Regions from separate parts of the Mus musculus genome. Here all the other regions are linked to region 1. Evidence: chromatin contacts called from public HiChIP or PLAC-seq and promoter capture Hi-C data. All regions are on one chromosome and are shown on one strand. Each heading gives the region's core, a stretch centred on a gene start, on an enhancer-like site or on the middle of the called end of the contact. The rest is flanking DNA. Distances are from core to core; before and after follow the strand shown.

Region 1 (2,906 bases), core at 304-2,803:
GAACAGCGCGGTCTGCACACTTTCGGGGAGCGGGGCCGCCCCACGGCCTCTGAGCCCGCAGGGCTGGATAAGATCGAGCCGCAGCAGTGTCCCTGCAGGCGCAGCAGCGACGAGCTCCAGGAGTCCCGGAGGAAAGCGTCAATCTGACGGCAAGGGAGAGCGGGAAAGGGCAGCGGGCCAATTTCCTGCAAAGGTGACAAGCCTGGGCGAGGCTCGCTCGGGCCCCTAACTTCTCGTCGGTCGCCAGCGGCGGCTGCTTGGAGCGGGTGCTGCGAGCCGCCCGTGCCACCGCGGGGTGGCCAGAGGCGCCTGGGGCGCGCGGGAGCCTCGGGCGGGGGAGGCGTCCGTACGGCGGCCAGCGGCGCCTTCGCACCTCTGCAGCTTCGGCCGGGACGCCAGCCGGCGCCCGCCGCGTGCCTACGTTTTCCCGCTCCCTCGGACGCGTGCCTCGGGCCGTGCCACTTTCCCCAGACGCCCGAGGTTCCCCCGGGGTCACCGAACCGATGGGAGGTGGCAGGCGGCTAGCGGCCGCTGCCCTGCGGCAGGCAGGCGTGTGTGAGCGGCGGCGGCAGTGGCGGCGGCTCCGGCCCGCTCCCTTCCCCTCCCCCTCCCCCGGCGGCGGCACACAGGCCTTTCCTAGATTGCAGCGCACGCTCGGCGGCGGCGGCGGCGGCAGCGGCGGCGGCAGCGGCGGGCGAGCCAGGCTCCCTCGCCCCGGCGGCCTCGCTGCCTCCCGCACACAGACAGCACCCGCACGCCATTCGCACACTCTCCCACTCACACACACTCACACGCACGCGCGCGCACACACACACACACACACACACACACACGCTCTCCCCGCCGGCATCCCTTGCTCGGCTCCTCGCTCGGCTAGCCCTCGGTTCCTCGCAGCCGCCACCCCCACCCCCAGCTGCCGCCCGCCGGCTCCAGCCGGCCCGGGGAGCCAGGGAGAAGGCCCGGGGGGGATGGGGGAGGCTGCATGGCAGCGCTCAGACTCACCTCGCAGGCCGCCTCCCGAGGCGCACGTCGCTGGTGGGTCCTTGCTGCCGGCGTCCCGAGCTGGGACGGTCGCAGTCAAGGCTGGGCTGCCGCCGCCGTCGCCGTCGCCGGAGCTGCTAGAGCTGCCGCCGCTGCTCCCGCTCACTGCCGTCTCCTCTGCCTCTGCTCCATGCGCGGGGCCCGCCAGGTGGACGCGCCTCGCTCCGCTCGCTCACTCTGGCTCCGCCGCAGCCGCCGCACTAGATGGAGGCAGAGCTGTCGGGCTCGGGCGCCGAAACTCAGAGGCTCCACAGCCGCCCGCCGGCTCCCAGGACAGCGCTCCTCTCACCGCGCCGCTCGCCCGCGCCAGCACTGCCCGGCTCGCCGGCTGCGCGCGGCGGTGCCCGGAGCCCGCTCTGCACGCGGTGGCTGCGGCTGTCCGCGAGACGGAGACGCGGAGGGCGGTTGCGACTGCCGCTAGCGCTGGGAACACTACTGCTAAACGCTGCCACTGCCGCTACTGCCACTGCTGTGGTGGTGGCGGCGGCGGTGGCTGCTGCTGCTGATGCTACTGGTTTTCCTTCCCGGGTTCTCCCCCCCTGCCTCGGCCCCCTCCTCCCCCCTTTCTCCTCCTCCTCCTCTTCCTCCTCCTCCTCCCCCTTCTCCTCCCTGGGCTGCTTGGCTCAGAGCCTCTGCGGGCTCTGCCTGCTCTCTTCTGCTTCCAGAGCTGCCTCTGCCCATTCAGAAAGGTGCCCAGAGTGGGGCTGCCTCGGCTGCCACCATCGCTATTGCCCCTGCCATTGTTTCCTCCAACACAGCAGTTCTTGTTGGACGCGTTCCCCTCCCTATCCTCCTTCCCCACCACAGCCCTCCCTATCTTGCTCTCTCTTTCCTTACCCTCTCTGCGGTCCCTTCCTCGTGTGTGCCCCCTCCCACCCTGTCTGTCTGTCTGTCCCTCCCGGCGGTCCCCTCAGACGTCCGGGAGCGCGCACTGCGCGGCCACCTGTCATAAAGGGCGCGCACCCCCCTTCCCCACCCCCACCCCGCCCCCCACTCACATTCTCGCAGCCCGCCCAGTCCACGGCGCTGCTGGCTTGTTCTTCCCCTAGCAGACACGCAGCCGGACACCACTCTCCCACGCCTTTGAAGGCAGTTATGTGTTCAGAGAGGGGCGCTCTGAAGTTTCAGGAAGAATATCTGAATGGCTCCATGTATTAAGCCTCTATCCATCCAACCTACCCTTAACTTCAGGCCCCAAGCCCCGGGAAGGTGGATTGTGCTGGAAGGGTTGTAACAAGGCAGAGAATTGGAAAGGGATGAGTTTTTTTAGGAAGTGAAGGAGAGAAAAAGGGATTCTGAATATGGCCGGGAAGGAAATGGGATCTGACTGCTGTCACAGGAAAATTCCTTAGGTGGTCATTTCCCTTTTGACGCCCTGGGAATCAACAGTACAGGAATGGAAAGCGACCCACCGGGGAACACGTAGTATTCAATGAAGCCCAGGGTGTAGGGTTGGGGCCTGAGAGCCACGGTCAGTGCCACTAGAAACCAGGGAGAACGATTAAGTGTTGACGCTAGAGCGGAGAGAATAAAGCTAGCTACTTTGTGTGCACTTGCTCCAGCAAGTCCTTGCCACAACCCAGCTTCCCAGTCATGGAGAGCTCAATTTCAGATTTCTCTGTTTCCACCCTACAGCCTCATTTTCTAAGGTCAGACTTCGAGATCTGCAGTGTGTAAGTCCTCTAACCCTTCCCAGGGCCTCTAGCCTGTCACCTAACCCCTCCCCAGAAACAGCACAGACATGGATAATGTGTATGGGTCAGGAGGGTAGGGGGAGAGATTTTTCAAGGCAAAGTAAAAGATACAGGGGTCGGGTTTAAGTTAAAGGAACGCAGTCCTGACTCTTTCATCCTCTTGCCATGGAG
Region 2 (2,906 bases), core at 287-2,786, 920 kb after region 1:
GAATCCTAAAGGCTGTTTTTAATTATACAAATGAGCTCTCTAGAAGAGTTTCCTTGTCAGTGGTTATGATAGAGCAGGTGGTCCTTCACTGAAACATAGCTATGTCATGATAAGAAGGAACAGAAATAAGCCAAATGTATGATAGTTAGTGTTTATTTTTTAAATAATGTGACCACCCCTGAGTGTTCCATATGTGACTGTTCTATTGTACATGGTATAATTTTGTGTGCAGCTATTAAATTAACAACTTTATTTAAATTGTGATCTCTTTTAATTCTAGTGCAGGCACATGGAAGAGCCCCTTCTTTGTGTGTGCTTGACAGTCATTAGGAAACATGAACTCTCATGCACACTAATGTGAACAAGAAGGAACACTCAACTCCCCAAATGTACACGTGTCTTCTGCTGCAGCAGAATATAGCATGGCATTTTTAACTGCATTCTGGGCTTGCTTCTCACCAGCTTGATTTTAATAGACTGTAGCAGAATCTTTGGGAAAGCTCCTCCACAAGTTTCACTTATGAAAATGAGCCTGTTCTCCTAACCATAGACATTAGCCAAGATTCAGAGGCTAATCATATGCACATATTTAGGTAATGCTGTAATAGGCCCATAGTCGATTTTGTGGACCCATGTGCTGAATGCAATGTGGATAACATAAAATATTGTTGGAATATGACACCATATGATTGATTCTGTTAAAACCAGTTGGTACTGCACAAAGCTACACAAGATTAACTTCACAGAAACATGCAGAATACTGGCAGCATAGGTAACCATGAGGCCCTATAAGGAAACCAAATGTTTCCTTCTATCCATTATCCTTCTAATTCTGGACAGCTTCCTGTGCTTTAGCTGGCTCATATTCCAGTAGCTCTTTAGTAACTAATAGAAACCTTCCCAGAGACTTGCCTCCATAAACCATGCTAATTGCAGTTTTCAAAACCTGACAGTGAGTTTTTCTAACAGACCCCATGGTGCTAACTAACTGTCCTAGGATAATTAATTTTGGGTGTGGTTGGAATAGCACTATTGAAGGACTCCACAAAAGAGATTACATTTTTCTACATTGGTAAGGGTTGGGACTGTGCAGTGAAAATTTCTAGCTAGCTACAGGTTTCCTAAGTAGAACTAAATCCCAGCCCTTTGGAGAAGGGGCAGTAATTTGAGAGGTATTAGAGGTTTCGATAGAGAAAATGACAGAGGAGACAAGGGAGGGGATGAAAGCTGCACCCTTCCATGCGCCACGCACATTTTCCCCAATGCATCCTTAGGATGCAATTTTGAAAATCTATCAAGTACCTGACACTTGGGTAGAAACCTTCTAGTAGGTACCCTGACTCTTGAGAAATAGCTAGTATTACCTCCATTTACCCATCTGCTCCAAGCTCCTTGTCTCCTATCAAAGCCTCCCTCCTGCCATTGCGCAGTTTTGGTGCAGAATCACCAGGTCCACTTTCGCAAACCCACGGGAGAGGCTGGGTTGGGCGGGGTCGCCTTGTCGCAGAGCCCAACTGCGCCTGCGCGGACTGCGGCAGAAGGCGGGGTGTGAGAGGCGAGCATTCTGAGACTAGCGTTCACAGTCGGCTAGAACCTTCGTTCTTGCCCACCACCTCTAATTTCTGCTCCTGCGACTTGCTCGGGCCTGGCAGCAGCAGCATTCCTGCTCTAGCGGCAGTTCCGTGCAGAGGCGCCTACATACCTCTCCCCCTCGTCTGTGAGATCGCGGGCCTGTCAGTGTCAGCTTCCACACGTCGGTCGACAGGACCATGTCGCTGGTAAGCCAGAATTCGCGCCGCCGCCGCGGTGGAAGGGCCAATGCGCGCAGAAACAACGGGAAGGGTCACCCTGCTGCTGTGCCAGGCCCAGACGTCCCTCGGGATCGCAACGATCCTAAGATCCTCCAGGGCCTCCGCGCCTCTGAGGGCCCTGGCACCTCCATGCTGCCCACCCCCCGGGAGGGCCCAAGCGCCTCTGTGCCGCCCACCGCCTCAGAGGGCTCAAGCGCCCCTAGGCAGTTCATCATTTCCCAGGGGCCGAACACCTCCGAGATGCCCACCTCCAGGAAGGGTCGGGGCGCCTCCCGGCCTCCTGCAGTTTCCGCAGGGCTGAACACCGCTATGTCAATCACCGCCTCGGAGGGCCCGAATAGCCCTGTGCCGCCCACTGCTCCTAAAGGCTCAAAGGCCTATGAGCATCTCCCTGTCTCAGAAGGGCTGGCCATCTCTGAGCAGCGTCACTCTGATGGGGGCCCTAACATGGAGCCCACCCTGGGTGAGGGCCCGGGAATCTCGGTGCCGCCCACCTTCTCTGAGGAATCGGGCATTTCTGATGAGGGCTTGAGCATCTTTATGTCGCCCAACATCTCGGAGGGACCGGGTATCAACGAGCCCTACTCCGTTAGTGAGGACCCAAGCACTTCGGTGCCGCCCACTGACTCTAATGGACTGGGCATCAACCTGCCGCCCACCTTCGGTGAGGGCCTGAGCATCTCTATGCTGTTCTCCGCTTTGGAGGAACCCGACATCTTTGCGCCGCCCCCCTCCGCTGAGGGACTGTTCGCCTCCATGTCGCCCCCCTCCGGTGAGATCCAGAGCTCCTGGGTGTCGCCCATCATAATGGAGGGATGTAACGTCAACGTGCCGCCCACCTCCAAAAAGGGACTGCGCACCTCGGTGCCATCAGCTGCTTGTGAGAGCCCGAGCACCTCAGCCGAGGGCCTGAGCTCGTCCCTGTCATCCATTTCTGCTGAGGGCTTCTGCAGCTCGCTGGCGCCATGCGCTGCGGAGGGATCCTGTGAGCTGCTTCCCTGCGGGGAGGGCCGGAGCACCTCGGAGCTGCACTGCCTGGGGGAGGGGTCGAGCACCTCGCAGATGTCCCTAGCTGCCGAGGGCCCTAGCGCTTCT
Region 3 (2,906 bases), core at 277-2,776, 660 kb after region 1:
CTACATCAACACTGAATCTCTGGAGTAAGTTCCAGATCTTGGCCTCTTTGACACGGTTGCCCATCAGGAAGATCAAACCCAGGATTGGCATCAAGTATTCTTGGGTGGGTCTGCCCAGGCTCTCTAGCATTACTTGTTCTTCTTCTGATTCTGGTTGGGGGACAAGGAGGTAGATGTGCTCACTGGTATCAACCTCAATCAGAGAGAACCCATAAAACAGATCAAGGATTAGAGTGGCTCTGCTGAGGATATTTGGGAACACATCCTGGAATTCTTTGCCAGTATTAGCAAATAGCTCATCCTGATGGATAGGCAGCAACTCCTCAGTGACACCAATGGCCAACTGGACCAATTCATTTGCTTTATCATTCATAGTGTCCTCTGACCAGAACTCTAAGCCAGCAGCCTGGCTTCTCTCTTTGGCTTTGTCAGCTTCCAGAGCTTTGTTATATTCTTCTGGCCAGCTCCAGGGTTCTTCATCATGGGCCTCTGCTACAAACTTCAGGGCTTCCATCTTTGTGATTTCACTGTGAGCTCTAGAGCCCCACAGGAACTCAAATTCAAGGGGATTAGTGCCATATACTGGCCAGTACTCCAAAAATCGCATATGGACAAAGTCAATAGTAAGGAGGTTTCTTGTGTTCCCAAACTGGTTGTTGATCCTCTGAGACCCATCTATCACATCCACCTTTAACAGCAGGTCCCAAATGGAGGCCTCTCTTGCCCGGTTGCCATTCAAGAGAATATGGCCTAGGACCAAGGCCAGGAGACCCGCTTTTGGTATGTCCAGGGTCTCTGCTAGCCGTTCAGTGGTCTGGGGACCTGGTTTGCTGATTAGGTTGTAAGTGTCCATCTGAGGATCAAGGACTCTCAGATTCAACCCAAAGACCCGATCCAGATGAGCTGAGGCTCGTCTGAGTATCTCAGGGAACTGATCTGAGTATTCTTTGAGAAACTCCAGCATTTCTGACTGTCGGATAGACCCCTCATTTTGGCTTTTCATGCGCATGAAATTCACTAAAGCAACCGACCTCTCTTCAAGAGGGTCGTGGACCCTGAGCGCCCCCAAACGTCGGGACTGCTCGTCGATGAGAACCTCGATGTCACTCGGGTCCCGCACAGCCTGGGAAGCGCTGGCTCCCTGTGGATCGTTTGGAATCTCAGGGCCCTGGGGAGCTTCGAGGGCTAGCATGGAGGTGGCAGGCCCGGAGGCATTAGTAGCCTGCATTTCACCCTGGCTGTTGCTGTAATCGGCGGTAGTCTCTGCGCTGCTTTGGCGCGCATTCTGGCTTACCAGAGACATGGTTCCAGGAGACAGGAACGCGAACGCGGAGGTCAGCGATCCGTCGCAGGGAGGATCTGAGGTGTGTTGGCAGCTCAGCTCAGAGCCGAAGCCTGATACTCAGGAGCTGTGCGGTTCGAAAGTGAGAGCTGGCGAGACAGGCGATCCTTTTACAAAAGCAGTAGCCAGCAATGAAGGAAAGCCTAAGAGCACCTAGCTTTGCCGCATCCTACGCAGGCGCACTCAAGCTCTGCAATGTGGTGACCACGCCCCGCTCAGGCTTCCTCTCCCGCCCCCTCCCACTACTGACTGAAAGGCCAGGCTTGCTGTGGGGTTCGAACTTATTAGGGAATCAAATTCGCACAAAGGAACAACGGAGATGAAGTAGAAGAATTAGAGGAAGGGAACGTTTTTCTAGTTTTTCTGCGAGGTATTAAGCACCTTGGTAAGGCTTAATAGAGGATGGGGGCGGTATTTATGATAATTGTAGAGTCATTAAGGCCTCCGCCAACTAAACAGATTATTTCTTGAGACTATGCCCATTTCAGGCACACTGCTTTGTATTTGTGAGATGCATCACTGATTGCTGTGAGGACAAATTGATTATTCCTTCCCATATGGAGCTTGCAGACCATGCATTCTAGGGTTCCTTCAACCAGTGGTGATGCGCGCCAACCCTTTATCTAGCCCTTACTAGGTAACAGACCTAGTGTTTCACTTTTCTCATATTAAAATCACTGAGTCTTAACTAGTCTAAATGGTGTTCATCTTAAAGATGAGAAAACTGGCACAGGGAGGTGAGTTTGACTGTAAAAACTCGGGCAGCTACAAGGGAAAGAGATCCGGCTTGAATCCTTTTATCAGAGCCCAGAACATAAGCACTTTTCTATCACACCATCTGACTTTCAAGGAGTTCTTAGTTCTATTTTATAAACGCGTCTCAGATAAAATTGATGGAAACCAGCACAAGTCAATTTACATATAGCACAAACACAGAAGTAGTGAATGTCAGTTTTGTCTGAAGTGTCTTGGATTGGAGGTAGTTGCTGAAAAAGAGTCAGAGGAGCTGAGCTCTAAGTGATCAGAGGAATGGGAAGAGTTCATGCTTTGCAAGGGTGTTGTAGCGTTTGGTAACATCAAGAAAGGTCCAGAAGTATGAGAATAAAGTATGAGGGTGTGTAACTGCCAGTTATCCATGTCGGCTAGAGTATGGGTGGGAGACAAGGACAGAGGTGGCTAAACAGGAAGGACTGGCTTTTTCCCTGTATGTCAGAACTGTTTAGGGCTGCACACAAGAGTAGGTTTGTACATGTGTATTTGAGGACTGACCCATAGTCCAAACACTCTGGCCAGGAAGAAAGTTGGGTTGCTCTATTTTCTTGGAGTGCTGCCACAGTAGTTAGGCTAAAAGCTCAGTTGTAATCCAGGAATTCAATGAAAGGAAGGAAGGAAGAAAAAATATGTCAGATTGTCATCTGCAGCCACATTTGAAGTCCTTCCACATTCTTGATGGTAATGGTTACTGTTTTACATTCAGTGATCCACTGCCCTGAAATTCCTTCAGAGGCCACTCACTGACATGCACCCATGACATTTTCCACATCTTTCTTTTTAAAATGTACAC
Region 4 (2,906 bases), core at 143-2,642, 620 kb after region 1:
CTTGCCCGGGTCCAGCAACTCTGAAAAGTCAAAGGCCAGTATTAAAGTAACCCTGTAGTCTCCTCTGCCCTTTCTACATATAAGCCAGTATATTCCAGTGTCCCTCTAGTTTCTTATCACTGTTGGTTTTGACTCATTCTATGATGCTTTAGAACACAGCAAGGGTTCTTTCCTGGAACCCTTTCAAAGCCTCTGGGATCCGGGTGTGGTAGCTCAGACCTGTAATTCCAGAACTTGGGAAGAGCACAAGGGAAGATCAGGGCTCCAAAACTGTCCCTAGCTTTACAGGGAATTCAGACCTAGCCTGGACTTCCTGTATCACTGTCTCAAAATGAAAATAGGTTTTGATGGAGGGATGGAACAGACAGTCAATCACATGAGATATTGAAGTGAAATGCAGGAATACTGGGGGTAAATGGGAACAGCTGAGAAAATGAGAGTCAGTAATGTGGGTGTTCTGGTGTACAAGGCCAGAAGAAAGTCAACCAAAGCAAAGCATGTATGAAAATACTGGAAGGAAGCCTGTCATTTTTAAGTCAATTAAACAAAAGACACACACACACAAAAGAAAAGCATCCTGGTTAGAGTCTGAACCTTCCTCTGTGGTCAGGATCAGGGACCCAGGACCCTTGGAAAGTCACACAGTACCTTGTTCCCAGCACCTAGATGTCCCCTGACACCTAGGTGAGAGCATGTTCCCCAGGGAAGTTTGCATGAGAAGGGTGGGCATGTGCAAGTGGCTCTAACTGCAGCTGTGTACCTGATACACACAGCCCAGATTCCCTCATCATGAGACCCTGGCCCCACTCCCAGCCTTGCCAGTAGCCTGGAATCCAGCATAGGAGATGGTATCCCCTCATGGAGAAATGTTCCTTTGCAGCAAGCCTCACTGCCAAGAGGCTATCAGAACCATACAAATTAGCACCCTGTGTCCCCAGGCAAGTTGTCCCAGGGAAAACTGAAACTCACTTCCAGACACTATGCAGCAAGGAGCTAGTTCACAAGGACCTCACAGGGGCCAGCAGGGAGCAGGTTCTTCTTCCCTTCCCCTGCTTCATCACCTCCTTCTGAATGACCATTATCTCCTTCCAGAATGCAGAGTCTCTGAGAAACTTCTCATCTAGCCCTCCATGTCACACAGGCTGTCTATAAAATCCAGGGATCCTTCTGTGCTCCCATGGTCACTCTTGGCCACGTGACATGTGAGGAAAGCTGTATTCTGCCACAGAGGGCTTTGTGGCTATTGGCAGGCCGCTTTCTCTCAGTGGAGAACGAGGTGCACGTCCGCAGAGTTCTCAATTGGAGTCTTGGTGGGAGCCAGTGCTCTAGGTGCTCTGGAACTCAGAAGCCCACTGGCTTCTTTCCCAGCATGCATTTAACTCCAGTCTCCTCATTCCCGAGCCTCAGATTCCAGGGAATGGCATAACTGATAATTGAGGAGGAGTCATGCAGTATTCAGGTGAGGTTCCTGACCCCGTCCCATGCCAGTGTCTTTCTGAAACTCATACCAGAGAGCCCGAGCAGCTACAGAGTTCCTCTGTCATCCTCTGGACTTCTCCATCGTGTCTTATGCATCCCTTTATTTTGATGCCCAGATAAGTGTCCAGGCCCCTTGTCCTTGTCCCGTCACCCATGCTTATGGGCTTTTAATCACCAAAGGCTGTCAATTAGTGTAATTAATGATTTCTCATATTCAGTCTTGGACCATTTCGTTTTCTGTCCCCTCCCACTTCAGTTCTCTCCTATTTTAACTTAGTGAGCAGAGCTCCTGGCTGCATCACCATAGCAACCAGCGATGAGGGCCAATTAAGCCATGACTGAGCCATTAGACACCTAAGCTGATTATAGAGTCCAAAATATTGGCTTAAAGGAGACAAACATGGCAGATCTTCCCTGCAGAGGTGTGAGCAGAACAACCAGTGAATGGACCTGGGCTCCAAGCAGCTGAGCTGTGGGCCTGTGTGCAATCTCCAGGGCCTGTGTCCTAGCCCTCCAGGACAGAGAAGTGCTGTTCTCTTGTTGGGATAGCCATTCTGAATGCCCCTCTTTCAATAGGCTCCAAGTAACGACAGGAATCTTCAGTGTTAAAGGACATTCAGTGGGACATCCAGGGGCAGTCACCCAGTTCACCCCGAGTCCTAATTTCTTTGCACCTCCCTTACCTTTTGCATTCCTCGGTCGGGTTTTCTACAAAGAAATGGGCCTTTTCCAACTTGCTGGTCCTAAACATGTCCCCTGTTGCTCCAGTCTGTGTTTGTGCCTTTTGAATCACATGTGTATCAATTAGTGCAATTAAGACATTCAAATTATAATTGGACCCCCTTTCCTACATGCCTAAGCCCCCCAAGTTTCCTGCTGCCTTTCATTTCATTTACCGGGTAGAGCTCTTGCAGAATTGCCATAGCAACAGGCCATTGGGCAGATTAAGCCATTATGGGTCTGGACACTGACACTCAGAACTGATTACCGGTCTGGAAACTTGAATGGCTGAACAAGAACCCTGGAATTCGGACAAGGTGGCTCTTAGCCGGAGAGAAGGGGCAGTTCCACAACAGCACAGGACTTTGTTCAAATCCTGACCCCCGACTTCATCTTCTCCCCTGCTTGCTTCAGCAGAGATGAAGAACGAGACAGCAGGAGTTGTAGGTGGGAAGCCTGCTATTAAGCATGAGCGCCTGAGTTTTGATGACATATCTCTACTCTTTGAATAGCCTCTGCTCAGTGTCAACATCTCACTTCTGAGCATGATCTCCCTTGACTATACCTCATTCTCATGGTGAAGAGGGAGGTACAGGAACCTTTTGGGGAACAGATTATCATGAATGTATGTCTGAGTTTGCCCACATTCCTAACCCTGTTGTTGAACCTGCTGTGCCCATTGGCATCTCAAGTCCTAGTAAGGCACC

Evidence for each region. Promoter capture Hi-C pulls out the DNA fragments that hold promoters and counts their contacts. HiChIP or PLAC-seq counts read pairs in DNA pulled down with a chosen protein or histone mark.
Region 2: a contact with region 1 is called in a promoter capture Hi-C map of liver, with 4 times the contacts expected there. The contact joins the promoter of Magee1 here to the promoter of Nexmif in region 1. A contact is called at or near these places in 4 of 39 promoter capture datasets (liver, maxillary cranial neural crest and pre-B cells), 1 of 484 Hi-C or Micro-C datasets (muscle stem cells), 1 of 115 datasets of contacts at active chromatin or transcription factors (astrocytes) and 2 of 9 other capture datasets (adipose tissue and liver).
Region 3: a contact with region 1 is called in an H3K27ac HiChIP or PLAC-seq map of embryonic stem cells, with 5 times the contacts expected there. The contact joins the promoter of Magee2 here to the promoter of Nexmif in region 1. A contact is called at or near these places in 14 of 39 promoter capture datasets (the 3T3-L1 cell line, the C10 cell line, cranial neural crest and 7 more), 3 of 484 Hi-C or Micro-C datasets (B cells, embryonic stem cells and nephron progenitors), 10 of 115 datasets of contacts at active chromatin or transcription factors (craniofacial prominence, embryonic forebrain, embryonic hindbrain and 3 more) and 3 of 9 other capture datasets (adipose tissue, embryonic stem cells and macrophages).
Region 4: an H3K4me3 HiChIP or PLAC-seq map of embryonic stem cells shows a contact between it and region 1, with 10 times the contacts expected there. The contact joins the promoter of 1700121L16Rik here to the promoter of Nexmif in region 1. A contact is called at or near these places in 2 of 39 promoter capture datasets (cranial neural crest and pre-B cells) and 1 of 115 datasets of contacts at active chromatin or transcription factors (embryonic stem cells).

Annotation. Positions count from the first base shown.
Region 1 is chrX:104,199,631-104,202,536 of GRCm38.p6, forward strand. It overlaps Nexmif (neurite extension and migration factor), which reads right to left and starts at 1,554. Exons shown (of 5, transcript NM_001077354.3): 1 at 1,003-1,554.
Region 2 is chrX:105,118,842-105,121,747 of GRCm38.p6, forward strand. Magee1 (melanoma antigen, family E, 1) reads left to right here and starts at 1,537. Exons shown (of 1, transcript NM_053201.4): 1 at 1,537-2,906. The coding sequence starts at 1,770.
Region 3 is chrX:104,855,741-104,858,646 of GRCm38.p6, forward strand. It overlaps Magee2 (melanoma antigen, family E, 2), which reads right to left and starts at 1,527. Exons shown (of 1, transcript NM_053206.2): 1 at 1-1,527. The coding sequence starts at 1,303.
Region 4 is chrX:104,815,384-104,818,289 of GRCm38.p6, forward strand. 1700121L16Rik (RIKEN cDNA 1700121L16 gene) reads left to right here and starts at 1,393. Exons shown (of 3, transcript NR_045453.1): 1 at 1,393-1,459.